Regions from separate parts of the Mus musculus genome. Here regions 2, 3, 4, 5, 6 and 7 are each linked to region 1. Evidence: chromatin contacts called from public ChIA-PET, HiChIP or PLAC-seq and promoter capture Hi-C data. All regions are on one chromosome and are shown on one strand. The core of a region is the stretch at or near the end of the contact, and the rest is flanking DNA. Distances in the headings are between cores, read along the strand shown.

Evidence for each region. Promoter capture Hi-C pulls out the DNA fragments that hold promoters and counts their contacts. ChIA-PET counts read pairs in DNA pulled down with a chosen protein or histone mark. HiChIP or PLAC-seq counts read pairs in DNA pulled down with a chosen protein or histone mark.
Region 2: a promoter capture Hi-C map of the C10 cell line shows a contact between it and region 1, with 6 times the contacts expected there. The contact joins the enhancer-like site here to the promoter of Laptm5 in region 1. A contact is called at or near these places in 5 of 39 promoter capture datasets (3T3-L1-derived adipocytes, the C10 cell line, embryonic stem cells and 1 more) and 5 of 115 datasets of contacts at active chromatin or transcription factors (astrocytes, bone marrow-derived dendritic cells, bone marrow-derived macrophages and 2 more).
Region 3: a promoter capture Hi-C map of pre-B cells shows a contact between it and region 1, with 2.4 times the contacts expected there. The contact joins the promoter of Spocd1 here to the promoter of Laptm5 in region 1. A contact is called at or near these places in 3 of 39 promoter capture datasets (the C10 cell line and pre-B cells).
Region 4: an RNA polymerase II ChIA-PET map of effector CD8 T cells shows a contact between it and region 1, with 31 read pairs. The contact joins the promoter of Srsf4 here to the promoter of Laptm5 in region 1. A contact is called at or near these places in 9 of 39 promoter capture datasets (the C10 cell line, the HPC-7 cell line, cranial neural crest and 4 more), 10 of 115 datasets of contacts at active chromatin or transcription factors (the 230-238 cell line, T-cell acute lymphoblastic leukemia, bone marrow-derived dendritic cells and 7 more) and 2 of 9 other capture datasets (embryonic stem cells and macrophages).
Region 5: an H3K27ac HiChIP or PLAC-seq map of embryonic stem cells shows a contact between it and region 1, with 7 times the contacts expected there. The contact joins the enhancer-like site here to the promoter of Laptm5 in region 1. A contact is called at or near these places in 6 of 39 promoter capture datasets (3T3-L1-derived adipocytes, cranial neural crest, embryonic stem cells and 2 more), 6 of 115 datasets of contacts at active chromatin or transcription factors (bone marrow-derived macrophages, embryonic basal ganglia, embryonic stem cells and 1 more) and 1 of 9 other capture datasets (pancreatic islet).
Region 6: a contact with region 1 is called in an H3K27ac HiChIP or PLAC-seq map of embryonic stem cells, with 4 times the contacts expected there. The contact joins the promoter of Tinagl1 here to the promoter of Laptm5 in region 1. A contact is called at or near these places in 1 of 39 promoter capture datasets (liver), 2 of 115 datasets of contacts at active chromatin or transcription factors (both in embryonic stem cells) and 1 of 9 other capture datasets (embryonic stem cells).
Region 7: an H3K4me3 HiChIP or PLAC-seq map of embryonic stem cells shows a contact between it and region 1, with 4 times the contacts expected there. The contact joins the promoter of Serinc2 here to the promoter of Laptm5 in region 1. A contact is called at or near these places in 6 of 39 promoter capture datasets (the 3T3-L1 cell line, embryonic stem cells, frontonasal cranial neural crest and 2 more) and 2 of 115 datasets of contacts at active chromatin or transcription factors (both in embryonic stem cells).

The regions. Positions count from the first base shown.
Region 1 is chr4:130,911,644-130,915,722 of GRCm38.p6, reverse strand. It overlaps Laptm5 (lysosomal-associated protein transmembrane 5), which reads right to left and starts at 2,407. Exons shown (of 8, transcript NM_010686.4): 1 at 2,289-2,407. The coding sequence starts at 2,375. It overlaps Gm38599 (a long non-coding RNA gene), which reads left to right and starts at 1,831. Exons shown (of 5, transcript XR_001784452.2): 1 at 1,831-1,948.
Region 2 is chr4:131,902,636-131,906,714 of GRCm38.p6, reverse strand. It overlaps Gm12992 (predicted gene 12992), which reads left to right. Exons shown (of 5, transcript NR_102393.1): 5 at 3,354-4,079. It also overlaps the pseudogene Gm12978. Among named protein-coding and RNA genes, the nearest start is that of Gm12992, 15 kb to the left of the region's middle. Within about 2 kb of position 2,039, at least 2 of the 459 cell types and tissues checked have an H3K27ac peak or open chromatin away from gene starts, as enhancers often do.
Region 3 is chr4:129,926,887-129,930,965 of GRCm38.p6, reverse strand. It overlaps Spocd1 (SPOC domain-containing protein 1), which reads right to left and starts at 2,199. Exons shown (of 15, transcript XM_017320505.1): 1 at 2,168-2,199; 2 at 763-1,717. The coding sequence starts at 2,169.
Region 4 is chr4:131,871,364-131,875,442 of GRCm38.p6, reverse strand. Srsf4 (serine and arginine-rich splicing factor 4) reads right to left here and starts at 1,804. Exons shown (of 6, transcript NM_020587.2): 1 at 1,573-1,804. The coding sequence starts at 1,679.
Region 5 is chr4:131,817,295-131,821,373 of GRCm38.p6, reverse strand. Ptpru (protein tyrosine phosphatase, receptor type, U) reads left to right here. Exons shown (of 31, transcript NM_001083119.2): 3 at 395-666; 4 at 1,111-1,192; 5 at 1,297-1,412; 6 at 1,671-1,845; 7 at 2,287-2,580. Among named protein-coding and RNA genes, the nearest start is that of Ptpru, 19 kb to the left of the region's middle. Within about 2 kb of position 2,148, at least 6 of the 459 cell types and tissues checked have an H3K27ac peak or open chromatin away from gene starts, as enhancers often do. A contact at or near this core is called in embryonic stem cells, where this site is marked.
Region 6 is chr4:130,172,978-130,177,056 of GRCm38.p6, reverse strand. Tinagl1 (tubulointerstitial nephritis antigen-like 1) reads left to right here and starts at 2,255. Exons shown (of 12, transcript NM_001168333.1): 1 at 2,255-2,334; 2 at 2,850-3,164; 3 at 4,062-4,079. The coding sequence starts at 2,858. It overlaps Gm52490 (a long non-coding RNA gene), which reads right to left and starts at 3,735. Exons shown (of 3, transcript XR_003955116.1): 1 at 3,686-3,735; 2 at 3,286-3,345.
Region 7 is chr4:130,273,398-130,277,476 of GRCm38.p6, reverse strand. It overlaps Serinc2 (serine incorporator 2), which reads left to right and starts at 1,891. Exons shown (of 10, transcript NM_172702.3): 1 at 1,891-2,019. The coding sequence starts at 1,981. Gm34957 (a long non-coding RNA gene) reads right to left here. Exons shown (of 2, transcript XR_376686.3): 1 at 1,543-4,079.

The sequences.
Region 1 (4,079 bases), core at 1,158-3,657:
CCAAGGAGGTAGGAAGATCATCTGTGTGTTCTAACCCAGTCCCTGGGATGGGTATCTGACTTTCAGGCTTCTCTGCTCTTTCTTATACCCCTACCCCGCGGCTCTACAACATTCCATGGCTCTGAATGACTCACATACCACGCAGTGGTTTTGCAGACTGCACAATCATGGCTCAAAGTCTAGGGACCTGGAACGGTGGCTAGGAGGTGACCTTCTTAACACAATGCAAAGAATGACCAAGCCCCAAATAACACTGGAGCACCAGAGGAAAGGCTCAAAGGCTCAACTTCACACAAAGTCACTTCCTCCCCCCACCAACTGTCTCAGTAGGGTCCGGAACCTGGCATACCTCGGGCACACCAGCTCCTCATCCACACTCCCCCTCCCACACTACAGTATCCCCACCTGTGACACTCACTCCAGGAAGCCTTCCCTGATCGCTTGACCCACAGTGTCCTGATCTTTATGGAAACGGGACATCACTCATGCACCCACAGCTGAGGTGCTTAGACCGCATGAATAAAAAGAAAACCCAATGGTTGCACGATGCAGCCTGCCAGGTTTATTTACTTTTTAATATGTTTATGCTCTTCTGAGATGCCAGCCAATCAGACAGGAAACATTTCTCTGCAAGACAGGAGCAGAGCCACCAGAGCAGATGGAGCAAGGGTTCCAGCGACCGCAAGCCCCTCCACCCCACTGAAGCCACTTAGTGACCCACCCCCACCTCCAGCATACTGCAAACGTCTAAGTTCAAAGATCCCATCCACAGCCCCTGGTCTCCACTTTAGATAGGGAAGCAAGCCCCAAGCCGGGTTTTCCCAGGAGCTCAAACAGCTGGCTCTGGCAGAGCTGGCATAAGGACCCTTGTCACGTCCTTCCCAGAATGGTGTGCTATCTCAGCAATGACAATCTGAAAGAATTGATGCCGAGACAGAGTGCCACCGCCCCTCTCAGCTCCTGTGCTGGCTGAGGCTGTACAGGACAGACTCTGAGTCTCCCCATCCCCCATGCCAGGCCCTAGAACAGTGGTTCTCAACCTATGGGTTGAGACCTTTTTGACAACTCTTTATCTAAAAATATATTTACATTATGATTCATAACAGTAGTAAAATTATGGTTATGAAGTAGCAATGAAAATAATGTTACGGTTGGGGAGGGTGGGGTCACCACAACGTGAGGGACCGTATTTAAGAGTCGCAACATTAGGAAGGTTGAGAACCCCTGCTTTCGGTGGACAGGTGGGTCAAGACACACTCATGGAAAGGCAGGGGACCATGTTGCACATGTCCCTCATGCTTTATAGATATCAACTTCACCCACACAGCCACCCAACACACAGCTCTTATCATCCTCATCTTCTGTTTTGATCTAAAGAAACAGGCTCAGAGAGGTTCAACAAGTCATGTGAGACTGCACAGCAAAGGCTGGGAATGGGGGAGGGGGGCAGGGAGGTGCACACAAGAGCTTCAGGACAGAACTGGTTTGTACCACTGCCTGGTGCCACACGGCCTGTGGCCGGAAGCAGATGTCACCAGGCTCTGCGCAGCAGCCTACGGATTTAGGTTGATTTTGAGGAAGCTCTTCCAGGCCCAGGAGAGCTGTTAGCCACAGGTTCTGTCTGAGTCACTGAAGCCAAGAAATGTTTGGGCCTCAGAGAGCTAAGTGTGGCCAGGGGCAGGGGGTGAGGGGTAAATCCCAGCAGAAGAGAACAGAGACTCCAACTTTAGGCCACTCCAAAGGGAGAGCCTTATCCCTGGTCACTAAGACTGGACCTGGGGTCACACTGTGACAATGACAGCCACTGTGACATGCTGGCTGCCCCCCACCACCCCCAAGCAGTTCCCCAGCCACAAAGCTTAAGCCATCCTTGAAGGGAGAAGGTGGCAGCTTGACTGAGCTGTGAGCTGAGAGGAAGCAGTCGCTGGTTCCCAGTAGAAGTCCAAAGGTAAACCCAGACCCCAGACTAGGAAAGGGCCCAGAAAGCCCTACACCCGGGCCTGTGTGGAGCTTGGCATCCTGGAACAATCCCAACCTGCACTCCTCCCCGTTGCCAGCCTGCCTTTCTCTTTGCACAGCCACAACCAAAAGGGCACTATTCTGTTCAACTCCACAGGGAACTACTAAGGCCCAGAGTAGCACAGGGCTTGTCCAGGGTCCCACAGACAAGTAATAGGTAGCAATCCCCCAGTTGGAAGGTCTCAGTGTGTCCTCACGCACACACACACACACACACACACACACACACACACACACACACCAAACACCCCAGACTCCCCAATACTCACTATGTGGTAAATGGCCAGGGCTATGGTGGCGACTCGGATGTTGAAACAACAGCATGTCTGTCTGACCGGCGCTGCACGGGAGGCCATGGTGCGCAGTCCCCTCTTCGGAGGCTCTGAGTAAGGAGTCTTGGGCCCACAGCAGAACAAAAAAGAGGAAGCCACAGGCTGCCTGCCTCACTTCCGCCTTGCCCTCAGACGGTAGGGGCCAGGTCTGTAAGTCTGGGTTGTAGCAGCTGCAGGGGAGGGAAGGGGGGGGGGGGTCACAGGGAGCCCGACTGAGGCATCTACCACTCCCAGGGGCTCCAATGCTTCACCAGGGCTGGGCTCCGCATTTATATGCACTCTGCTTCCTGGATGCTGAACACCGCCCTAGAAGCCCTTTTCTAGAAAAAGAATCCGATATGGAAATCTGTCCCTAATCAAACAGTAGTTCTAATGGAAGGATTCAAACTCAAATGTGTCTGGTTGTAAAAACAGTAGCTGTCAGTAAACTGCTCCTTCGAGATCCTGTGAAGCTTAGCTCCTTACCTGGGCTGTTCCAGGGAGGGACTGTTGGTTTGGTTTGGTTTGGTTTGGTTTGGTTTGGTCTGGTCTGATTTGGTTTGGTTTGCGGGGGGAGGGGGGGGGCAGGGTTTCTTTGTAGAGCCCTGGCTGTCCTGGAACTCACTCTGTAGAGCAGGCTGGCCTCAAACTTATAGAGATCTGCCTGCTTCTCCCTACCAAGTGTTGGGATTAAAGGCGAATACTGTCACTTCCCAGGAGGAGGTGCTATTCTTATCCCCATTGCACAGATGAAAAAACTGAGGCACAGGATGAAGCCATTTCTCCCTTGCAGTCACCAAGATAGTCTAAAAAGGAGTGGGAACTGGAACGGAGGCCAACTGCCTCTAGAGTAGTAATTCTCAACCTGTGGATCATAACCTGTCCAGGGGTCGGCCGACCCTTTCATGGGAGTCACATATCAGATATTCTGGATATCAGATATTTACATTACAACTCATAGCAGAAGTAAAATTACAGTTATGAGGTAGCAACAAAACATAATTTTATGGGTGGGGATCACCACAGCATGAGGAACTAACTGTGTTAAAGGACCACAGCACCAGGAAGGTTGAGAACCGCTGCCCTAGAGGCCCTCCCTGAAGCTGGGCTTCTCACACATCTCCATCTCCTCCTCACTCTGGGCTCTGAAGAATTGTCACATGGGAAGCCATAGGCATGAGTGTGTACCAGGCCCCTGTAATAGGCTCTTTCTCTTGTGGTCTGTAACCCCTGGAGGAGATCTGGGAGACCCCTGGCCGAACCCGCTTTGCAGGGTCCCTCGAGACAGAAACCTGGGATTGTGCGTTCTTCCCCACTCTCTAAGAAACGTTGGAATTAGTAAGTTTGAGACTCTTCCCTGACTTAAGACTCTTCCCTGATGTCTCAGGGGATAAATGACCCACGCTGCAATAAAGGAAGGGACAAGAAGCCCTTGCTCAGACCTGTGGGAAGCCCCAAGCAGGTGTCCTGTGACACTGTGGAGTTTGGATTGGACACCACAGCATTTTTTGCCCCAGGAGAGATTAGAAACGGCCCCCAGCATACTCATCTTGAAAAGAGTTGTCCTGTCAGGGCAACAAAATCAGGCAGGTTGAGCACTGGGGGGATAGCTTAATCGATAGAGTATTTGCCAAGCAAGCTTGAGGACCTGAGGTCCTGAGTTCAGGTTCCCAGCACACGTGTGCTGGCTTGGTAAGGTGGCCCATCTGCAATCCGGTAGGTGAACTCCGGGTTGAGTGAGAGAACCTG
Region 2 (4,079 bases), core at 790-3,289, 990 kb before region 1:
TGCCCAGTGCTTTATGCAGTGCTGGGATCTGAGCCAGGACGTCATGCAAGTGTAAACACACCACCCACTTAGGTACACTCCCAGCCTCTTCCCTCAAGGTCCCTCTGGACCTGGTGGCTCATTTCTGTAATCTGAGCTGTCCTGTGGACTCGTATTGTGAAGGTCAAGTGACAGTGTGCACTAATCCGTTCTCTCCCTTCACCATGTGACTCCAAGGTGCGAACTCAGGATTGTCAGGCCTTGACTCACTGACTGGCCTCTTCCATGATTTAAACACTTGTGCGTGTATGGCTGTTTTACCTTCATGTATATCTGTGCATCACTTGTGTGCCTGGTGCCCATGAAAGTCAAAACTGGGCATTAGATCTCCTGGAACTGGAGTTGCAGATGGTTGTGAGCCACCATGTGGGTGCTGGGAATTGAACCCAGTCCTCTACAAGAGCAGCCAGTATTCTTTCTTAATTGCCAACCAGTCAGTCTCTCCAGCAACCTTTCATGATTTCTATTCATCTTTTATAGTCCATATTTATGAATATTCCAGTAAGTCAGGAGAATTATTTTTAAATGATTATATTTTTGTGTATGAGTGTTTTTCTGGGGCACATGTATGTATACTGGTGGCTCTCAACCTTCCTAATACTGCGACCCTTTAACAAGTTCCTCATGCTGTGGTGACCCCATAACTTTTTTTGCTACTTCACAACTCAAGGATTGCTAATTATGAACCATAATGTAAATTATGTTTTCTGAGGGTCTTAAGCCAACTCCCAAGGAGTTCATGACCCACAAGTTGAGAACTGCTAATGTGTAAGTGTACAGTGGCCAGGAGGGAGGGATGGGTCCCTGGAATTAGCTTTATAGATTGTTATATGCGGTGAGTGTTGGCAAGCAAACCTGGGTCCTTTGAAAGAGCAGCTGGTGCACTTAACTGCAGACTGAGATGCTGGGAACCAAATTCCTTTACAAGAGCAATACGTACTCTTACCTGCTGAGCCCTTCCTTCCAGCCCTGGATGAAGTCTTTTTTTAAAATGTCAGATCCAGTTGGATCCACTACATACCCCTAGCTGGCCTGGAACATACTGTGTAGACCAGGCTGGACTCAGAGATCTGCTTGCCTCCACTGTCCCAGTAGTAGGATTAAAGGGCTGCCCATGATGCCCAGCCCCTAGCTTGTCAACTCACTCCCATACCACCATCCCTACATTCAGCGTCTGTTTCAATAATCTACATTATGGTAAGGAGGAACAAGCCCAGGGCCCACACATGCCAGGCCAGTATTTTTAATTGCACACCCCAGCTTCTATGGTTTATAGAATATAGGATTCTTATAAATAACACATAGCTGGGTTTTGCCTTTTCAATCCACCCTGACTACCTTCATACACTATGGGACCTAGTGTTGGAATAGCGTGTCAGTGCTGTTTGTTTCCCATTCTCTAACCCCCGTGGGGCGGTGGGGAGCAGAGGCCTGGTATGGAAAAAGGCATGTGTGAGCTCAGCACGACAGAGCAGACTGCAGTGTCAATCCTCATTGCATATTTGGGGTTAGGGAGTCATGAGCACAAGTCTCACCACTGAGATGAGGACAAGCTTTGCCCTGTTGTTGCCATTGTGGGTGACCTGGGCTTGGCCAGCTGGACTACTGGGCAGGCTTTCTATTAAATCTTCAGGGCAATTAAAATCTCCCTAGCAAGCAAAGAGATGGCTCGGTGGGCTAAACCACCCGCTGCCAAGTAGTGTGACTGAGGTTCAGCCCACACGGCTCAACGTGGAGGGGAGAAGTGATTCTCCTCACACAAAACTAGTAAATGTAATAAACTATGCACAGCAGGGTCATCTGATCATGTTGTACTCTTCTTATCTTTAAGACAAGGTCTCAGACCTGCCTGCCTTTTCCTTTCAAGTGGGGGGATTACAGGTGTGAGCCATTGCTATCCAGTAATTTAGAACTTAGAAAAGGGTTGAGTGCAGGAGTGTGCATGCAGCTTGGTGCATGTGACCCGAGGACAGCTCTTGAGAGCGGACTCTGGCCTGCCACCTTGTGGAAATCTGGAGATTGAACGAAAATGCACACAGGCATCCTAACCCACTGTGCCATCTTGCCAGCCCCAGGTCTTTTGAAGGAACGCACATTCAGTCCTACGGCAATCCTGCTTGACTTGAGGACTCGAATCTCAATTGTTAACTCTCACTTGCTGTGACGTCACGTCTTTATGTAACTATCACAGATGAGCATCTTACAGGAGAACCAGAGTAGCTCTACAGCCTTCACTTGCCACGGGCCGCGCTGGCTGAAGCACTCCACCTTTAGGCTTTCCTCTTTATCTACGGACACCCATGCATACCCACTCCATAGGATCAGGGCTGGAGAGCAGGTCTTTCTCTGCACGCAATGCTGCTGCATGAAGCTTCCCTGGCTGCAACAGGGCCGACGACAGATTCTGAGATGTTGTTAATGTCCGTGAGCGTCTGTGTCTTCCACTGCAGACAGAGGGCACCTCACATCTTGCTTGGGCGTCTTTATTCAGAGCTTCCTGTTATGAGAATGCCAGGAGAGCCCACCACCAGGGACCTGGGTGCATACAGAATTTTCATATGGTTGCCCCAAAAGATCAGCAGTTAGAATCCATGACTAAAAATTCCCAATGTCCACCACAGAGCTCACTGGAGAAATGTAACTTTTTGGCTTTTAAACAAAGCCAAACAGGAACAAAGCTTACATTGTGAGATGGAAAAGTTATGAGTTAAATATATGAATTTTTAACAAAAAATTAGGAGTTGCAGAGATAGTTCAAAGAACTTGCTGCTCTTACCAAGGATCTGGGTTCAGTACCCAGCCCGTGTGCCTCACTATCACCTGTAACTCCTGTTTCAGGGAGGTCCTGGCCTCTGTAGCACCAGGCACACACAAGCCATACAGGGCTGGAGAGGTGGCTCAGTGGTTAAGAGCACTGACTGCTCTTCCAGAGGTCCTGAGTTCAATTCCCAGCAACCACATGGTGGCTCACAATCATCTGATGCCCTCTTTTGGTGTGTCTGAAGACAGCTACAGTGTAGTCATATACATAAAATAAACTCTTCTTTAAAAAAAAAAAAAAATCATCAGCCAGGCGTGGTGGCGCACACCTTTAATCCCGGCACTCAGGAGGCAGAGGCAGGCGGATCTCTGAGTTCGAGGCCAGCCTGGTCTACAAAGTGAGTTCCAGGACAGCCAGGGCTATACAGAGAAACCCTGTCTCGAAAACAAAAAAACAAGAAAAAAAATACAAACAAAAAAATTCCCCCCAAAACAAAACATTCATACAAAAAACTAAATGGAAATATAAAATGTCCACATCCCCATTCTTACAGGGTAAAGTGAGGAGCCCTCCAGGATTGATGGAACATCACATGTATGATGCAACCCTTTCCAAATTACCTTGGTTAAAGGAAATAAGCTTAATACAGAAGAAACTGTGAAAGTTCATGTCCGAGCTGGGCTTTTTCACGGAACCGAGCTCCTGTGTAAAACCGTCGTAAGCTCAGAGATATCAGGAAAGAACGACCATATTTGGAATGAACAACTGGAATTTGATATTAATATTTGTGACTTACCAAGAATGGCTCGATTATGTTTTGCTGTTTATGCAGTTTTGGATAAAGTAAAAACGAAGAAATCAACAAAGACTATTAATCCCTCTAAGTATCAGACCATCAGGAAAGCCGGGAAAGTGCATTATCCTGTCGCATGGGTAAATACCATGGTTTTTGACTTCAAAGGACAGCTGAGGTCTGGAGACGTCATATTGCATAGCTGGTCTTCGTTTCCTGACGAGCTGGAAGAAATGCTGAATCCCATGGGGACTGTGCAGACGAACCCATATGCCGAGAACGCCACCGCCTTGCACATTACGTTCCCAGAGAATAAGAAGCAGCCGTGTTAGCATCCTTGTCAGGATGCTGCACTGATGAACCCAGATAAAGGGAAGGTGAGTTCAAGAGTCTGGGAGGTTTTTTAGTTTGGCTGCCTGGTCTGTCCTGGGATTCCATGGTCCAATCTGACCCAATTCACCTACTTCTCCAAGAGCTCAGAATGGC
Region 3 (4,079 bases), core at 950-3,449, 980 kb after region 1:
TTACCTCCCATCTTGAGCTAGACACTTTATTTTATGTCCTATCTCATTATCCCATTAAAGAGGGGTGTGTATATCCTTTTTATTTCAGACAGGGTCTCACCAGGTAGTCCTGGTTGGCCTGGAACTCACTTTGTAGACCAGGGTGACCGCAAATGCATAGAGACCTACCTTTGACCTGCTTCTGCCTCCAGAATGCTGGAATCAAAGGCATTTGCCATCTTACCCAGCTTATTATATATATTATTAATCTTATTGAATGAGAGAAAAGTTATTAAAGAATAGTGGGAGGCAATTCCTCCAGGAAGTAGGCTAGAGCAGGATTTGAACCCAGGACTTGCTGCCTCTAACAGATAATGGGCCCTCACAGGAACTCAGTAATGTCGTTTATTTTTTTCCTTTCCTGACTCTAGAATTTCAATGTATAGAATCTGGGAAGCTGGGCTTAGTAAGCCACACACCTGTAATCCCAGAGACTGAGAACCTGAAGCACTAGAGTCAAAAGTTCAAAGCTACTGTAGGCTACAGTGAGTTCAAAGCCAGCCTAGGCAACTTAGTGAGAACCCCATATCAAAATAAAAGGGGCTTGGGGGATGCGGTTTAGTCATAGAGTGTCTGTTTAGCGTGTGTGAGGCCCTGGGTTCAGTCCCCAACAAACCAAACAGAACAAGTCCGAGAGAAGACGCTCAATAAGAGACACTGGAGTTTACTTCTGTTAAGTGCCACACCCAGCCATCCTACCCTAAACTATCAGCTTCAACTTACCAGTCTGGGAAAATCCTTTTTACTGGCTCCCTCTGCGTGATCCTGGCTTGAGTCATCTGGACTTGTCCAAGGCCGCTTCTTCACATGTGTAGGTCTTCTCTGCTCTAGGGGTGCACCATCGAGCCCACCCAAGGGCTCTGGGGAGCTAGCACAGGAATTGGCTGGGGCAGAAAGTCCTTGTTCCAGCTCCATCCTGGACCCTGACTGGGCCTTGTCCTCTGGCCCCACCGGGTCAGGTGGAGTGCCAGGGCTGCCAACCACAAACGCGGGCTGTACTTCCTGCTGATCTGTAGAATCCTCAGTCAGCACCTCTGGGTACAGTGCTGGACTCTGAAGAGGCTCCTGGGTGACCAGACTAAGGGGCTCGCCTCCAAAGAGCCCTGGGAATTCAAAAAGGTGATCAAGGCTGTCTGGCGCAACCCCATCCTTAGAAAAGAGCATGTTTTCAACCTCGGTTTCTACAGCACATTCCACCCAACTTCCACCTGGCTCTCCAGGCTCAGTGTCCTTAGAAGAAAGAAGCCTTGGGGGACCTGCAAAGGCCTCTGGAGAAGCACACTCGGGAGGGTCCCCATCTGGTCTTTGACCAAACCTCAGGGAAAAACCTGACTTTTCCTCCTCCTGGGGACAGATTCCACACTTCCTGCATTTCCTTCGGAAAGGGGGCAGGACTGGAGATGGGGGCGGGCCCTTTGCACTGAGCCCCTCTTTGCTGAGTGTAGGATCCTCTGGGGAAACCATTCCTTCGACAGTGGTGGCTTGTCTAAAGCTGGGGCTGCTGGCCTCTTCCATTCCTGCTGGCCCCTCTGTACAGACCAGTACTCTATCTGGGAAGTCCAGTGATGTACCACAAAGACTTCTGGAGCTTCCAGTAGCCAAGAAGTCACACAGAGAGTCCTGGAACCTAGACAATGTCCTCTGTCCACCAGCCCTGGCTAAAAACTTGTCAACAGGCCTATGTGGAAAAGAGGGAGGTCTCAGGGAAAGCCTGACTGGGTAGTCCTCCCCGGCTTGCCAACTCACCTCCTAGACATGCTCCCTCCCCCGACCCCCACTCCTCGCACTAGTCTGCAGAAGGGAAGCTATCCAGATAGGGCCACTCCTCTGAGCTTCCCAAGAGCTTTTTTACCCTTTAAGCTTTCTGCTTAAATGAAAAAGGGTAAAAGTCACTACTTATCAGTGACACTGTGAAATGAGGTATCTCGCTTCACCCTAGCTGGTTCAGAGACTGCCCAAAAGCACACAGAGAGCAGAAAAGAGGAGATTCTCCCAGAAATGCAAAAGCCAGCTCCACACGGAGCAGAAATCTCAGCCCTATCTATACCCCACTCCTATAAACAGGACTCTGAATCAAGCCAGTCCCTGAACGCACTAGGACCTCCGACCTAAAGCTCCAACCGCTTACATCTGAGCTGCTACAGCTCCTTCTCCTTCTACTCCTGGGGGGCCGGGGGGGGGGGTTGAGGGAAGAAGCACGTGATGCGGAGAAGATGGTCCTGGATCCAAGGGGTGGGAGGCAGGACCTGGTGGTGCCCAGCAACGGCTCCCTAGGGGTGCTGGCGTTCTTGTCCAGCAGGAGGCGCTCGCTCCCTGCCGAGGGCTTCTGGGAGGAGGTGCCAATCATTCTGCCTCCACGCGACCGGGCGGGGTGCGGGGTGCGTGGGCAAAGGAATCGCAGACCCCCCGGATGCCGAAAGCTGCCTAAGATTGTAAACAGAGTGGAGGAGGTGTCTGAAACCCCTGGGGATTGTTAAACTCAAATCTGATTATTTTTCCTAATTAGATATTTTAATATTGTCTGGCATACAATATATCTAGACACACATGTGCCTTCTAGTCGAATAGAACGTCAAGAAATAGAAAAGTTTAAACTTCCTCTCATTTCTCAACCCTCTACTCTGTGGAACTTTGGGGTTTTTCTTTGTGGTCGATTTTGTTTGCCTGATTTCATAGCTATGGGTGACACTCCCATGCACATATCACTTGGCTCTTAAAATTTAAAAACCAAGTGATATGGCACTTAATAATCCATTAATCTATTAATTATTTATATTTATTGTTAATAGTATAATTAGTTGTTGATTATATATATTATAATTTATGATTAATTAGTTATTGATCCCACATGTGGTGACTTTATTTACTATTCTTTCCCCCCTCCACCCAGTTTTTAGTTTTTGAATATTTTTTAATTTTTAAAAATTGAATGTATTGGGCATGGTGGCCCATACCTTTAATCCCAGCACTCGGGAGGCAGAGGCAAGCGGATTTCTGAGTTCCAGGCCAGCCTCGTCTACAAAGTGAGTTCCAGAACAGCCAGGGCTATACAAGAGAAACCCTGTCTCAAAAAAAAAACGACAAATAAATAAATAAATAAATAAATAAATAAATAAATAAATAAATAGGAGGAGGAGGGAGAAGGAAGGGAAAGAGAGAGAGACAGAGAGAGAGAGAGAGAGAGAGAGAGAGAGAGAGAGAGAGAGAGAGAGAGAGAGAGAGAAGCAAAGTAAAATGTGAAGTCTGCCCAGCACCACCCTCTGCCTTTGAATTCAGAGGCCAGCCTGGGTGTATAAGACCCTGCCCCGAATTAAATAGATACAACAAATAAAATACCAGTTGCAAGGGATTCTGGGAAGCCACTTCCACCTCACCTCTTCCCAAGAGAGCAGGAAGGCACACTGGAATGGGAGAATGGAAGCAATATTTGAAAATATCTTTCATCTAATTAATATGTCAATTGCTTTCTCTCTCTTATGAATTTTGATTTGATTTGGCCTCATGAATCTCAGACTGGCCTAGAAATCAGTAAGTAACCAATGGGAGCCTTAATCTTCTCACTTCCAGGGTGCTGGGATCACAGGTGTGGACTACCACAGTGGTTTATGCCATGCTAGGGATGGAGCTAGGGTTTCGGGCATGGTGGGTAACCACTCTGCCCATTGAGCCACATCTCCAGGCCCTCAGTGGGTATTTTTAAATATCAGTCATGTGTTAAAAATACCCCATGTCCGTGGGGTATTTTTAAATCTCACATTACTATTGTGGATTTATGTGTCTAAATTCCTGCTTTAGATATTTCAAAACCACTTTTTAAGAAGCATTCGAAAAATACTTTTTTTTTTAAAGTATGGAACTCAAGGATAATGTTTGTCTTAAAAGCTTATTTATTTCAGCGTAATTTCCAGCTTGGGAAGAAATAAAGGTGCAAATGTATATATTTCTAGAATCTCCGTGCATGCCTCGCCTGCTCTCCTGCTTATTTGCTCTGTGTGTTATCAAGGAACACTCCCTACAGCTCAGCAGCCGGCCACAGGGCT
Region 4 (4,079 bases), core at 555-3,054, 960 kb before region 1:
AGTAACCCGAGCAAGTGATCAGTTTTGCCCTACTACCTTTTTCAACACTCACCCACTCCTTGAGAAAAGAGACCTCACCAAATATACTGCTAGCAAACACTAAGGGGCTAAGATGCTGCTTAATGACTCTATTACAGAGGATGGCGAAAGCTTTATACTTTTTCTACCTGACCTTCCTTTTTATGAATGAGAAAACAGGTTCAGAGAAACTAAGTCACTTGCTCAAAGAAACTTAAATTGAGGAGCAAGGTTTGACTCAGACTTATCTGTCTTCCAAACCCCTTGTTTTTCCCCTACAAAAGGGAGGGGGTAAGGGGGGTCGGTTAATCTCTCACATGTAAGGTTAAATATCACAAAAACAATACTCTCATGCCAGCTGGTTCGCTCTGTAAGAACAAAAATGAGAAATTGTCTTTGTGAATCGAATCCAGGATTCATAAACATTTTATCGAAGTCTTGTTCTCAGCAAGGAGAGTCTTTTAAGTGTCAATTATTCGAAATCTAGACAGCTTTGAGAACCTGCTGGTTCATTTGCCATTCATACTAAAGTGTATGTCTTCTCAAATGTCAATTACTACTGGTCTCATTGGACCAAACACAAAGTCGAAAAAAACAAAACAGGCAAGAAATAAACACAGCAAAAACCAAGGGTTCCCCTAACACCCAAGGTTTAGTGCTTCCGACGCCGTTCCGGTGCTTAATGCCTTTCAAGTCCTACCTAATAATTCTCAGCTCCCAAGCAAAAGATGCTCGTACAATCTCTAGGCATGACAACTCACCCGTTTTCCCCGAACCTGGTAGTCCCTGCTAGCCTTGCTTCGCCAAAGCAGATTAGAAATACAAGCCCAGATTGTACGGGGAAAGCTGTTAAGTAGGCAATTTGGAGATGTGTCTCCACTTGCACCAGCAGCCGACGCAGACCTGGCCAGGATGGCCCTTACCCACTCAAAAAATCCTACGACAGCAATCATTTTCCGGCAAGTTGGAGAGCCGAAACCACAACGTGGAAAACTCTGTAAGGACTCCCCAAGATAACGAGCTAGGACTTTAATTTACTCTCGGAAAGGGAGCGGTCAAGGCTTGAAGCGCGGCAAGCCAGTACTTTCGAAACTGTCACTGCACTACAAAAACTAGTGTCTCCCGCCCAAAGTGTGGCACGCGAAAAAGCCAGAGCTCCAGTCCTCAGAAACACACGCCGGGAAGCCTCTGGCCGGTCAGGCTGGGGAACGGGGAGAAGAGGGCCGGAACCCTCATCTGCTCCTGGCAGCCCCAGAGCGGGAAAGGGCCGCCTCGGACCCATAGTCCAGCGACGGAAACCCAGGCCTCCCCGGCGCCCGGAGCCCCAGTCTAACCCGGGCCTCCGTCCCCATTATCCCGCCACCACCCCCGCCCGCGCAGGCGCAGTGGGAGCCGGGCCTACCCGCGCCCCCGAGGCACCGCCGCCATGGCGGAGCGGAGGAGGCCGGCGGCGGCTTAGCGCCCAGCGAGCGCCGCGCTCGCGTCCCCGCGGCCTCCTAGCCACAGCCGCGGCCCTGTCAGCCCCCCGGCCGGCCCCTCCGCCGCCCTCCTCACCCGTTCTTCAGATCCACCTCCAGGATCTTCCCGTAGCCCTTAAAGAAGCGCTCCACATCGCGCTCCCGGGCCTGGTAGCTCAGGCGGCCGATGTACACCCGCGGCATTCCGGCGGCGGCAGCTGGCCCCGGCCCCCCTCAGGCGGCGGCCGGCGAAGGGAAAACGCGGCGGCGGCGGTAACGGGCGGGCGGCGGGACGGACGCAGCCGAAGCCCGGCGACGTACGCGAGCACGCAGCTCGAGAACGCGCGCCCCCGTCTCCCTACCCCCCCCCCCCCGGCGGAGGGGAACGGGAGGGAGCGCGCGCCCGCTTCCCGCCTGGTCAGGGGCGGGGGCGGGGCTTTACTGGAGGCGCGCCGGCGCGGGGCGGGACCTGGCCGAGTGAGCGACAGCTGCAGCACGTCCTCTCGCGAGCTCGCCGTGGCAGCGGCACTTCCCCCGGAAGTGCCTGCGCGGGTGCGCGCCGAGCGGGTGTTCCCGCCTTTGTCCTTTGCTCTGGTAGACTTTCTGTTTTGGGGTGGTTTTCGGTAAACGTCCCTGTGGGAAGTTAGTGGATCCATGACCTTGGGCCCATTTTCCTTTCTCTCGGATCTTTGAGTCTCTTTTATCTTCCTTGTACTTTCAGGGTTGTCTCTACAGTGTCGATACTAGGTATGTAAAAGTGTTCCAATAATTGGTTCGGTATTATTTTGCGGTGTTGTGGATCGAACTCAGGGCCATACGGATGTTAACAAGTGCCCTATCTCTGAGTTACATCTCAGATTTAATTTTTATTTTTTAAAGCACTGACTGCCAGAGGTCCTGAGTTCAATTGCCAGCAACCACATGGTGGCTCACAACCATCTGTAATGGGAATCGGATGCCCTCTTCTAGGGTGTCTGTCTAAAAACAGCTACACTGTACTCATACACATAAAATAAATCCTTAAACAAAAAAGTTCTGACTGTCCTAGAAATAGCCCTGTAGACCAGGCTGGCCTGAAACTTTGCCTGTCTGCCTATTGGCTGGGATTAAAAGCATGTGCCAAACTATGTCCGTTCAGTTTAGTGCCTTGTAGTTAGATTAAGCACGACAGAAAATTACTATTTTCTTTTTTTGTTTATTCATTTTGAGAAAGGGTTTTTCTGTATATCCCCGGCTGTCCCGGAACTCCCTCTGTGGACCAGGCTGGCTTCAAACCTGCCTGCTTCCCAAGTGCTAGAGTTAAAGGTGTACCCCATCTCTGCCAGCTCAGAAAAAATTTCTAACCTGCAAGATTATAATCTATAGATGTCCAGTGTATTGCCAAAATAACCAAATGTAATGAACTGTGCTGGGGCATGTGGGTGCTCAGTAATGAAAGGTTCCTTTTCAGCTTTGCCCAGGAATCACTGAGGGGTTTAGTCTCTTTACTGCATTTCCACTTTAACTGATGTGCTGGGTAAAGTTTTCTCTTCTGCATCTTCTGCTTTCCTTTCTAGAGGCAGTTTCTTAAGTATTCCTTTAGAAGTTAATTTACCATACAGCACTTGGCTTTTCTTTTTTAAGACAAGAACTTTCTATGTCTAATGGCCTTTGACTAACCTGTAAAAGCCTTTCTAAGAACTGTGATTGTCAATTGCAGGTGTGCATCACACCTGATTTTTTTTTTTTTTTTTTTTTTTTTTTTTGAGACAGGGTTTCTCTGTATAGCCCTGACTGTCCTGGAACTCACTCTGTAGACCAGGCTGGCCTCGAACTCAGAAATCCACCTGCCTCTGCCTCCCGAGTGCTGGGATTAAAGGCGTGCACCACCACGCCCGGCTTACACCTGATTTTTGTCTCACTATATTTTAGTCATTTCAGAAGCATATGAAAAGCACTTAAGACCATTTTGTCTTATAACACACTTTTTTATACACAGTAACTTACCTAGTCACTATTCTAGTGAAGAATTGAGACAGGGTCCAACCTTTGGTTTTTAGAATTGCCACAATCAGTGACCATGTATATTCAAATAGTATCTATCCTGGAAATGGGAATGTCATTAAGGACATACTTCTGGCAGAACACTTGTCTAACCTAGCCTTGATCCTCAGCATCGCCTAGACATACAACTTGGGAAGTAGGAGTACTAGGTTAAAGGGTATAGGCATTTGACTTAGGGACAGTCTCACTTCTTATCCTCAGCTGGCCTTGGATTTACAGCAGCTCTCTTGCCTCAGCTTCCTGAGTGCTGAGGGTTGCAGGCATGGATCACAGGGCCTGCTTCAGCATGTGTAACATGGTAGCTGTTGGGTCTCAAATACTCAACGTATTATCAATGTTTTGATTTAGCCAGGTGATGGTGGCCCATGCCTTTAATCCCAGCACTAAGGAGGCAGAGGCAGGCAGATTTCTGAGTTCTAGGTCAGCCTGATCTACAGAGCAAGTTCCAGTACAGCTAAGGCTACACAGAGAAACCCCGTCTTGAAAAAAAGTTTGTCAATCCAGCGAAGAGGTATCCTCCAGGCCATTTGGTTTGCAGTTACCTTGAGGGAACCAGCCTCT
Region 5 (4,079 bases), core at 899-3,398, 910 kb before region 1:
AGACAGAGCAAAGGCCTGAGGCATGACAGGCTGGTAGCAAGGCTGCCATGGGCTTTATGAATGATCAGAGCCAGAGGCGAGCGCGCGCGCGGTGTGTTGGTGGGGGTTGGGGTGGAGGAGCGAGTGAAGCTTTGGAATCGGTGACCTCAGGGGACCGGCCCTGTGATATGTGACCCGATACAGGGCTAGGGAGAGTGGTGACTTGTGGGTGGTGAGGGGCCTCGTGGGTTCTGACAAGGTTGAGTTTGTGTTTTTCTTGTCCTAGCCTTCTCCTTTGGGAAACAGAACTCGAGAGCCCAAACCCTTCATTCCCGGTGGCTGCTTCATCTCTGTCCTTTCCAGAGTGTGACCCTGGCTTCCCTTGGCCTCCCATCTTTTCTTTTTCTCTCTGCAGGTGCCTACTTGATGGTCAATGCTTCTCAGCATGCCCCAGGTCAGAGGGCCCACATCATCTTCCAGACCCTGAGCGAGAACGACACCCATTGTGTGCAGTTCAGCTACTTCCTGTACAGCAGGGATGGGCACAGCCCAGGCACCCTGGGGGTCTACGTGCGCGTGAATGGGGGCCCTCTGGGCAGTGCCGTGTGGAATATGACCGGATCCCACGGCCGTCAGTGGCACCAGGCTGAGCTGGCTGTCAGCACCTTCTGGCCCAATGAGTATCAGGTGGGCTGGGTTTAGTCAGTGGTCAGCTTGCTGGGGCTTGGAGGTAAGGGCAGGGGCAGGCCACCCCTGACGTCAGACTAGGCTGTTCAGCATCAGGAGTCAATCTGGCGTTGAGTTTGGAGTTCGACTGCATCAGTGTGGGTACAGAGTCAGAGGTCATTGTTAATAGGATGGCCACTATTGAGGGTGAATTGGAACAGGACTCAAATGGAGATTCTGTCCGACTAGATGAATCTGCTGCTTTGAGGGAGTTGTCAAGAGTAGGGATGAAACTTCTAGCCTTGACTGTGATTTTATTTTCTCTGCCCACAGCCCTGAACCAGCTGGCATGGTAGTAAGGCTCTGTGTGAGCTGGGTTGGCATTGGATGGTGGAGAGAGGTCGGGTTGGGGCCAAGCTGGTCAGGAGGGATGTCGCTTTGGCAACTGGCCTCCTATTCCCTCAGGTGCTGTTTGAGGCCCTCATCTCCCCAGACCACAAGGGCTACATAGGCTTAGACGACATCTTGCTCTTCAGCTATCCCTGCGGTGAGTCCCAGTCCACTCAGACATAAGGATGAGGGTAGCCTTGGCTCCTGCCTGCAGGGCATGCAGGCCCAGCTCATGCTGGGGCTCTGCCTGTTTTCCCACAGCAAAGGCCCCTCACTTCTCCCGCCTTGGGGACGTGGAGGTCAATGCAGGCCAGAACGCATCCTTCCAATGCATGGCAGCAGGCAGAGCCGCAGAGGCAGAACACTTCTTCCTGCAGGTGAGCGTCCCACAGAGACTTGGCTCCAAGGACCTTTTGCCTCCTTGGCTTGGTACCCTTTTGGGGTTTTGGGTCCTCCCTTCATATGCCAGCATCTATATACACCTATATACACAGTGTCTTGCCTCCCCTAGGCTGTGCTCTGCCAGCTAGCATCCCCTTAACTCTGGGATGGAGGCCAGTTCCAGGATCCTCAAATGCTCAGGGGATAGTAGGGACTCAAGTACACTGCTTCCTAACTCTCTTTTTTCTCTTCAGCGTCAGAGTGGAGTGCTGGTGCCTGCGGCCGGGGTGCGGCACATCAGCCACCGTCGCTTCCTGGCCACTTTTCCGCTGGCCTCGGTAGGCCGCTCAGAGCAGGATCTGTACCGTTGCGTGTCCCAGGCCCCGCGTGGTGCTGGCGTCTCCAACTTTGCAGAGCTCATCGTCAAAGGTCAGCCGATTGGCCTTGAGGAAGGCCCGTCTGGTGGGGAGAGGATAGGGCGGAGTCCGTGTAGAGGTGTGCATGGAGCTAGCTCCTTGGAGGACTTGTTGGGAGGTCGCACAGCAGATTTAGCCGAACGCTTGATAGCAGCTCGAGGGACCTGGGAGGAAAGAGAGAGTCTCGTGATAGGGGAGGATTAGGTTTTAGAGGTATTTTCTAGCTGTGACCTGAACAGTGTTGCCAGGCAGAGGGATGGGCTGGCCGCGTGAGAGAAGGATACAGGGAGCCCGGGCCTAAATTCCTATGCGCCTTCCAGGTGCTAACCCAGCGAGTGTGCTGGGATCCCCCAGGCCTAAACTTGGGAGTTCGGAGTGGGCGTGGCTGAGTTATGGAGTTCTAGGGCCACATGGTGGCATTAGTAGGCTCCTCCTCTTCTGCATATCGTCGCAGAGCCTCCCACCCCCATCGCGCCCCCACAGCTGCTGCGTGCAGGCCCCACCTACCTCATTATCCAGCTCAACACCAACTCCATCATTGGCGACGGGCCGATCGTGCGCAAGGAGATCGAGTACCGCATGGCACGGGGCCCGTGGGCCGAGGTGCACGCTGTCAACCTGCAGACCTACAAGCTGTGGCATCTGGACCCAGACACTGAGTATGAAATCAGCGTGCTGCTCACACGCCCGGGAGATGGAGGCACAGGCCGCCCTGGGCCACCACTGATCAGCCGGACCAAGTGCGCAGGTGAGTGGCAGGACGGCCTTCTTCCACAGAGGCAGCAAGGCCTCCCGACACACACACACACACATTTATTGACACATAGATAAAATAGCTTGGGCTATTTCTCCATAGCTTGTCTCAAAAAAATAAAACCAGATAAACAAAAGAGACAAAAAGACAATACCACCCCCGCCAACCAAAACAAAACAAAAAGACAGACCAAGAAAACAAACCACGAAACTTACCAGAGCCCTGTGATAGGTTGTTGTCATACCTACTTCACAGATGAGGTGACTGAGACAGAGATGTTAGGCGACTGGGCAAAGAACACAAAGCCAGTAAGCGGCAGAGATGGGACCAGAACTCTTAACTGGCTGGGTAACAATCCTTAAACCCTATCAATTAAAAATTGTGTGTGATGGATTTTGGCTGGATTCCTTGGATCTGGCATTGAGTCAGAAGTCAGTTCTCCCTTGTTTCGGAGGATAAAGTAGCTGTTGCTAAGGACCCCGATGCACCTGCACCCAGAAGACTAATAAGAGAAACGGACAGGGTTCTCTGTGATGTCAGTGTGCTGCTGTTTCTAGAATTTTCTTAGTGAGAAATGTAGATTCTCGATGTAGATTCATGTGCGGGTCCTCCTTACTCTATAATGTTTTCCACAGCAGTTCCATTTTAGATAACTATGGTTTAATTTTACAATGAAGATTGACATCTGAGGCTGGCAAGATGGCTCAGTTGGTAAAAGGTGCTTGCTGCCAACCCAGTCAGTATGGAGACTCACAGGGTGGAAGGCGAGAACCCATTCTCAGAAGATGTCCTCTGACTTCCAGATGTGTGCCCCCTTCCCCAAGCCAGATGTGCAGCTGAAAAATAATGTATACAATGTAACAAAAATGTGTAACAACAAAATGAAGCCCACAGACTCCATAGCTATTGTAACAGATTCCCGCAGTTTCTGGTGTTTGTGTGCCCCAGTATGTGTAATTAGTTTTGTGTAATTTATCACCGGTGTAGGTTTGTGTATACAGTGGGAAGCCCAAGCACTCAGTGTTGCTATAGATAATTCCTGTTGCTGTTTTAGACCATACCCACATCTCTCTTCCTCCTCCCACCCCCTTGGTAACCACAGATCAGTCCTTCATTTCTAGAGTTTTCTCTTTTCTAGAATGTTCCATAAGTGACATCATGCAGTATATAATCTTTTTGGAATCACTTTTTTTTGTAACAGATTTATTACAGTATGATCTGCATTCGTACATGTCACTCATTAAAATTTACAGTTTAGAGGTGTTAAGTATCTCTGGTGTTGCACAACTATTAATGATTGGTTTTGGAATATGTCATCACTCTTAAGTGGAAACCTTATGCCATTTAATGATTCGCCCAGTTCATCTTAATCCTGAAGCCCCAGTCAAACACCAGTCTACTTTCTATCTCTCTTGATTTAGTTTTTGGAGATGTTTTATACAACAGAACCATGCATGACAGTTTATAGTGTTTTGCTGGTTTGTGTGTGTGTG
Region 6 (4,079 bases), core at 1,006-3,505, 740 kb after region 1:
AGCAGCTTACACAAACGGACACTGGACACGCAGACAGACCCAGGATAGTCACAGAGACACACACTGTCCACACAGCTCTAAGGGCACGGACACACAGGAGCATAGCAGGTAGACAGGTAATTCCGTAGGCAGGCAAGAACCAAAAGAGAGCCAAAAAAAGGTAGAGGCACACAGGGGATATAGCAAGACACACACACACACACACACACACACACACACACACACACACACACTCACTCACGCAAGTGAGTGCCAGAGGGGGAGAGAGAGAGAGAGAGAGAGAGAGAGAGAGAGAGAGAGAGAGAGAGAGAGAGAGAAATCACACACAGCAGCTCACAGGGAAGGGGTGCTCTTTGGCAAAGGTAGACCCAATGTTATGGCCTCTAGCCCTCAGAATTTTGAGACTGACCCATGAAAGCAGGTACCAGGCCTGTTCTGTTGAAGCCAGTCTCCTCCCAGGGGAGATGATGTTGGCAGTTCTGAGGGATCTATCTGCCTTTCGATTTGATGAATCGAGATTGAATAGGAAAGGGGGGGCTTCCCAGCCAGCAGGATCTTGAGACCTGTCATATGACTAAGGGTGCCTCAGGAGAGAGAATACACTGGGTAGCCTGTGTTCTGGCTGTGGAACCTTGGATAAGTCTGCACTCACTTGTGCCCTGCCCCCCACCCCCCGCCACGCCCACTTCCTGGTTTCACATAGCATAAGGTGGCTTTGAACAGGCTACACACCTGAACTTCTGATCCTTCTGCCTCCAGTTCCTGAGTGCTGGGAATACTGACATGTGCTACAGCACAAGTGTGTGTGTGTGTGTGTGTGTGTGTGTGTGTGTGTGTGTGTGTGGTGTGTATGTGCATGCGTGCACACATACAGTCTGTGTGCATTAGACTTATGAGGATGGCTTTGTGGACTCTATTCTCTCTCTCCATCGTCTAGATTCCAGAGGCTGAACTCAGGTCGTCAGTATAGTGGCAAGCCCCATTGCCCACTGAGCCATTCTCACCAGCCCCACAGTTTTTATACGATGCTAAACACGAACTCAGGGCTCTGTACACGCTAAGCAAGCACTCTATCAAGGAAGCTGCATCCAGACCTTGTCTGTTCTCTTGAGCCTCAGTTTATCTTTTAGGCTTCGTGCTCTCAGATCCTTTCAGAGTACGAATGGATAGGTCTGTATGTTGGGTGCTTCCGCACCCCCTGGTGCCTCACCACCCTTGCCTCACAGCAGGGGGTAGCTCGGTCACAAGAATCCCTTGTACTGACTGCTCTCTGCAGAGAGTGACAGCTAAGGGGAGGTGTCTCGGAGAACTAAGAGAATCCCCGCGCTCCTGCTTGCCCCAGAGAAGGCTAGGATAACTGTCTAGGTGTGGTGTCCTTCCTCCACCTAGAGAGTCCTCTGGCCCTGGGCCCAATCTGTTGGAAGAAGGAGCTTGCACAATGGGGAGGCACAAAGTGACAGCCGGAAGGCCTCAAGGGACAGAAGCCCCATTGTGTGAGGGCAAGGCAAAGGTTAGACCAGAAACGGAAAGGGGCTCTGCAGGGGGCCCCAGCTGCCAGGGCCCTTGATGTGGGGCCCGCCACGGGACCTTGGGCCAAGAAGGATGCCCTTGGGCCTGGTGGAGGGGGCAGTGTTGGGCAAGGTGCCCATCACTGGGGGAGGGCAGACCCCACAAGGGGCGGCTGGGTAAGCTCAGACTCCGCACCGCACCCACCTCCTGGGGAGGAGCTGCCCGGAGCTCCGTGAGCCTAGGCAGCTTCCTGAATCATCCCTTGGGAATTCCTGTCATTCCTGGGAGCTGCTGTGGCTTGGAGTGGCCCCCAGCCCAGGGTCACTGGGTCAAGGATGTGCCTGGCTATTTTTCTTCCTGGAGGGCCGGGTTGGGGGGGGGGGTTAGAGATTTTTGCCCCTAGCTCTTGGTCCCTATCAAGTCCTGAACTCTGATCGTAGCTGCCTCCTCGCCCGCTTCTGTTCACGTTTTCAGCTTCGTAAAATCGCTGGGAAAGTCCTTCCTACTATCAGTCCACAATTCTTTCTCCGTGAGTTGCAGTTCTGCTCCCTAAGAAGAGGGTTCCATTGACAAGAGATCCCTCAAGGAGGACAGTCGCGTACACATTGTCCTTAAGCCGTTCCCTCGGAGCTAAGGGCTACTCCAGGTACCTACAAGTGGGCCCCGCCCTCCCCTCCCACAGTCCGGGGTTGGGGCGGGTGCTGCCGGCAGGGCGGTACAAAAAGCGTCCCGCCCTGCGCTCCTCACTTGACTCGGTCTGGCAGTCTCGAGCTTGGAGGCGGAGGCGCGCAGGGCAGCCTGGGTCCAGCCCACACCCCTCACCAGGTAGGGACTCTCCCTGATCAGAGGGTAGAGGGTGTTGAGAGAAGGAGCAGCGAGGAGGGGGCACACTGAGGGAGAAGGACCCAGGGCAGAGAGGCACAGAGGAGAGGGTCAGAGGGACGCAGAGCAGAGGGTCAGAGGGACACAAGGACAGAAGGGCGGGGGCATGCATAAGGAGGAAACACAGAGTCAACAATCCAACTCAGATGCGTCAGAGAGGTAGAGGGACCAAGGGCAGGAGAGGAGAATGCGTGTTGGAAATGTCAAGGTCCCATTTCCTTGTCCATGACAGTCCCTAAACAGGTCAGGGAGGGGGGTCTACTTCTTGTCCCATGAGTGGACTGACATCTAGTGCTGTCTTTTCCCTCCCGGAGACTCGGGAGTCAGGGTTCCCCGCTTTGCTGAGCCTCCTAGGAAAGCTCCAGGACGTGTGAAGGGAGACCCACCCTTGACGTTTGTTAGGGAGTCTCCAGAAGCCAACACCTCTGACCCCTGACCTCTGTTCTCCTCGGGTCTAGGAGGCACCATGTGGGGATGTTGGCTGGGGCTGCTCTTGCTGCTGCTGGCTGGCCAGGCTGCCCTGGAGGCCCGGCGGAGTCGTTGGCGCAGGGAGCTGGCGCCAGGGCTGCACCTGCGGGGCATCCGGGACGCCGGTGGCAGATACTGCCAAGAGCAGGACATGTGCTGTCGAGGCCGTGCTGACGAGTGTGCCCTGCCCTACCTGGGAGCCACCTGTTACTGTGACCTCTTCTGCAACCGCACCGTCTCTGACTGCTGCCCCGACTTCTGGGACTTCTGCCTCGGGATTCCACCCCCCTTCCCTCCCGTCCAAGGTGGGCACCGAGATGGCCAGCAGAGCGGCCACCTTGTCACTCCCAGTCCCAACGAGGCTCAGGAACAAGGCTGATAATGGGTATTTCCAGGCTTTGAAAAATGTAGAAAAGAAATCCTCACCCTGTTTCCTGCCCCTCTGGAAGTCCCTCGTGTGGTCTTACTTGACTCTTTCAAGCAACACTGAAAAAAAATAGTCCTGTTAGGCCCTAGGGCAGGGCAGACAGGCTCCAGCACTATCTCTCAGTCAGTATGGGGAAGGTGGCAGCCCCACCTGCTGACTCATCCTGAGGCTGATAGAGCACGAAGGGCCCAGCCAGGTTGTCATAGCCAGAGACCTCACTTAGGATTCAGCACCTCTGAGAATGGCCTGCACGTGTCCTTTCCCTGTCCCAGTAGGAGAACTACGGAAGTCCTTCCTGTCGCATCCCAAACCCTGCTGGGCTTTGGGCTAAGGAAAACCCATGCCTTAGTTGCTTTATATCAAAATGCTGGGCCTTTTAAAAGGAGTTGCTTGCCTTACCTGGGCTTCAGTTTCTTTCCTAAAGCTCCTTCCATGCCCATGGGCAAGTCCCAACTCATTTGAGTGACAAAGGGTACCAGGAATGTCATGGCTGGCATCCAGGTGAAACGACATGGACCCAAACGGAGTCCTTGAACAGCTTGTGTGTGGCACCCTGTGTGGGAACCCGTGGATGTTCTAGGATGTAGTTTGGGATGTAGTTTGTCTCTAGATTTCGTTGGGCTGGGATTGGTGTGTGATTACCACCAGCTCGGGAGGTTTGGGGCTGCTCCTCCTGAAGTCCCTCGTGTAGTCTTACTTGACTCTTTCAAGCAACACTGAAAAAAAAATCCTCGAGGATTTAGCCATTTCTTCTTTCCTTCTCTCCCTCTGGTAGGGTGCATGCATGGGGGCC
Region 7 (4,079 bases), core at 642-3,141, 640 kb after region 1:
AGGGCCACCCTTAATGGCCTCCTAGCAGCAATAGCAGCGATTTCTGTGACCACAACCAGCCTTTGGTCAGTGCTAAGTTTACCAATAACACAAACCTCCGTTTTCCTCATGTGTGAATTGGGTCAGGGAATGAGTCTTTTTTGGGACAAACACGGACTCAAACGGTGCCATGAAAGAGTGTGGGGCTCTTGCTTGCGCTCCACTAAGTTGAATTATATGTGAGGTCTGCTGTTGTAGATGTGCCAGGGAAGTGGGCCGAGGTTCATTTCCAGTCAGGCTGGGTCCTGGGCTGGAGGATCTGGTTCTCTTCATCTAGAAGATGTGGGATGTGGGCAAAGCTTTGAAGGCACCACAGGTGGACAAGGAGAAGGACTTTCAGGAGGAAGGCACCAGGTGGGCTGACGTGTGGAGGAGGGAAAGTGCAGGGTATTTGCGGAACAGCCCTGGCACAATTACCAGCTCAGCCAGGTGCTGTATGAATCACTCGGGGAAGCAGTTAGGCCGGATCTTTGGCCCCTGCGGCCAGCCAAACCTATGGACTTCCTTCCCTAACATTATCTGGTCTAGAGTTGGTGGGGGAGAAGGCTGGGGTGAGCTACCATAATTACAGAACTCTGCTGCTGCGCCTCACACCCGATCCTGGGGATGACCTGCCAGGATGCCCTCTCACCCAGTGACCTCCTTAGCTAGGAGGTCATGGCTGTACACAGATAGGGAGTGAGGAGTGCTGAACAGAGTGTGTGTGTGTGTGTCTCTGTATGTGTCTCTCTCTGTGTGTATGTGTCTCTTTCTGTGTGTATGTCTATCTGCCTCTGTCTCTGTCTCTCTGTGTGCAGTGCTGAGCAGTGAGTGTGTGTGCCTGTGTGTATCTCTGTCTGTCTGTCTGTCTCTCTTATGTGTATATGTGTGTGTGTGGAGTGCTGAGCAGTGTGTGTGTGTGTGTGTGTGTGTGTGTGTATTTGTCTCTCTCTCTCTGTATATCTATCTGTGTTTCTCTCTCTCTCTCTCTCTCTCTCTCTCTCTCTCTCTCTCTCTCTCGTGTGTGTGTGTGTGTGTGTGTGTGTGTGTGTGTGTGTGTGATCCAAGACAGGTCCAGAGTTTGAAGACAAGGTGGATGGAGAGGAGAGGGTCTAAACAAGTACGAATCTGGGGCCTTAACAGGGATGGGAATGACACAGGCTTTTATTCATGGAGCAGTTGCTGTGTGTTCTAACAGCCCCATGAGGTTAGCACCTTTAGTTTCAATAGGGGAAACTGAGACTCAGAGAAGCAAAGTAGCCTCCCTTATCCTCCCTCTGTCTGTCCTTCTCTTCTTTCTTTCCGTAGGCAGGATCCCATGTAACCCAGGCTGACCTAGATCTGGCTATGCAGCCAAAGATAATTTTGAATTTGTGATTCCTGCCTCCTGAGTGCTGGGTTACAGGCGAGAGCCACCATGCCCAGTTTTATGTGGATCAAACCTAGGACTTCATGAATTCTCTGGAAACACTCTACCGACTCAGCTACATTACCATCCCCCCACCCCCTTGCCTAGTAATTTACCATTGAGCACCCATAGATTGGGCCGAGGTTTTCCGCCAAGATCCAAGGGCATCAGGGAAGACCACCTCTTACTTCCTCTAACAATGACAGTATTTGGGGTCGGTCACACAATGGCTCCTATGAAGTTCAAATCCAGATGTATTTCCAAATCCTCGCTTTGGTTCAGCAGACAATCCTAGCTCAGAGTTGAGTTGGGCTGTGCCCCTGTCGTTGCTGGACTTTCCCCATCTCAACCTCTTTAGGAAATGTCTGGCGCCAGTACCTGTCCCAGGTGAGTCCTAGGAGGCCCCGAGCGTCGCCGGAAAGTGACGAGCGGCTTCGGCAGGTGGGGCGGGGCTGGGGCGGGGATGGGTTTGGGGTGGGGCCAGCCAAGCGCCTGGAGTCCCACCGGATCCGGGATCCGAGGCCGGTGCCCCGAGCCCCGCGCCCCTCACCGCCATGGGGGCCTGTCTCGGGGCCTGCTCCCTGCTCAGCTGCGTGAGTGCCCACCTCGTCCCTGCCGCGGCCCCGCTCACTTTTTCTCTACCTTCTTCCTCCAAGTACTTTCTTCTTTTTGCTTCCTCCAAACTTGCCTTTCAGAGGCCCCACCGATGCCCTTCTTATCCTCATCCCCCAGCTGCTCCGCTTCGGCCGCGGTGCGCTGGACAGCTGGTGTCGCGGCTCGGGTGACCGCGGGGGAGGGGTGGGGCGCGGCCGGGCGCCTTTGGCGCCGTCACTCCGAGAACCGGGATACTGAGGCCGGCAGCGGGTGCGGGGAGCCCCGCGGCCATTGCGCGCTCCCCAGCTCAGAGCACCCCCAGGTTGCGTGGCGCGTCTCTCTCCAGGGCGCGGGACTCTTTGTGTAACTGGTAGGGTCCCGGCCCCGCTGAGCTTACTGTCTTTCTGGCAGAGCGTCTGTCATTCTGTCTGCCCCTGTCGCCTGGCTTAGTCTGTTCTTTTGTGTTTGTCCCGTTCACTTCTCTAGGATTCGGGCACTGTCTGTCTGTCTGAACGTCGTCGTAACCAGCTCCGTCTGCATCCTCTTTCGGCGCGCAGTCTGGCCCGCTCACTCTAGGGCACCCCCCCTGCAAGCGCTGGACCCTTTCCCTCCAGCTCGAGCTGGAAAGGAGATGGGGGTTGGGTAAGAAGGGTGGGCAGGAGCCCCCCCCCCCCCATCCCGCTCTTGAGCGAGGTTGGTGTCGGTTGTCACTGACTACCTGTGCCAAACTTTGGATTTGGAAAGATCCAGAAATTGAGGGAGGTTGCGTGTGTCCACCTGGTCGCCACTGTTGGGGACCAGGCGGGAGGCCAGCTCTGTTTTGGGGCAGCAACCAGCACAGGGGAGGGGACCCGGCCGGCCATAACCGGCCGGGAGGCCCCCACTTCCCCAGCCCCCTTTCTTTTCCTTCTTCCCCTCATTAAATCTGAGGCTCTTTCAGACAGCTCCCTCCCCTTCTGGCCCCACACAAAGAGGGGCGGAGAGGGCTCCCGCGGCTGGCTGCTGTAGGAAGGTTCGTTCAGGACTTGCATCCTTTGTCCCTGATTTGTGTGCGTGTTAGGAGCGGGTGCCCAGGAGAGAGCTGCGCATCTAGAGGTTTTCTTTGTAGCCATTTTCTGAGAGTGAGCTCAGTCTGGGGAGGCAGTGGCGTGGGTCCCTGGACACAGCTCTTGTCCTCTCTTGGGCCTCTCTTTCCACTGAAGTGGGGGGGGGGGGGAGAGGGAGAGACGGGTAGAGGGAGAGAGGGAGAGAGAGAGAAGCTTGAACAGGAGATCAGAGTAAGGCTATTCCTTGCTGATGCTCATACCCCTTCCTGGGACGGGTTTGCTTCCTGGTTAGGGAGGGAGACGTTCCCACTCACAGACCATGATTCCCATCTGGTCTTGCCTGGTTACCCGTGTCCTACTGGGAGAGGGGTTGTGAGGGCAGTTCAGCCAATCCTTCTATCCTGATCTCTCCATGCCTGAACTGAAGGCCACCGCAGTACCTCCTTTGGTATACTCTTGGTGATATGGGCAGATGAAAGGTGGAAACTGCCGCCCAGCTCCTGTGTACAGTGAGTGGGCATTGTGGGAGCTGTTGTCACCCAGGAGGAGACGTAGGTGGAGAATTCCATCCGGAGAACAGAGCCAAGATCAGCTCTGAGTCACCCAGTCTGCAGTCTACGGAGCTGAGGCCAGCCAGGACTGCTCAGACCCTCGGCTTCCTGGTCGGGTTTAACATCTGAAGTCAGGGAACTGAGAGATGGCTCAGCAGTTAAGAGCACTGGCTGTTGACTCAGAGACCCCAGGGTGGCTTCCCAGCACCCACATGGCAACTCACAATCATTTGTAACTCCAGTTCCAAGAGACATGATGACCTTTCTGATCCCCTCGGGCACTGCGTGCTCGTACTCATACACATAAAAAAATCTAAAATATAATTTTTAAGAGTCTGAAGCCAGGTGTAGTGATGCATGTCTGCCACCCCAGTATTCAGAATGTAGAGGCAGGGGCTGGAGAGATGGCTCCGAAGTTAAGAGCACTGACTGGCTGCCCTTCCAGAGGTCCTGAGTTCAATT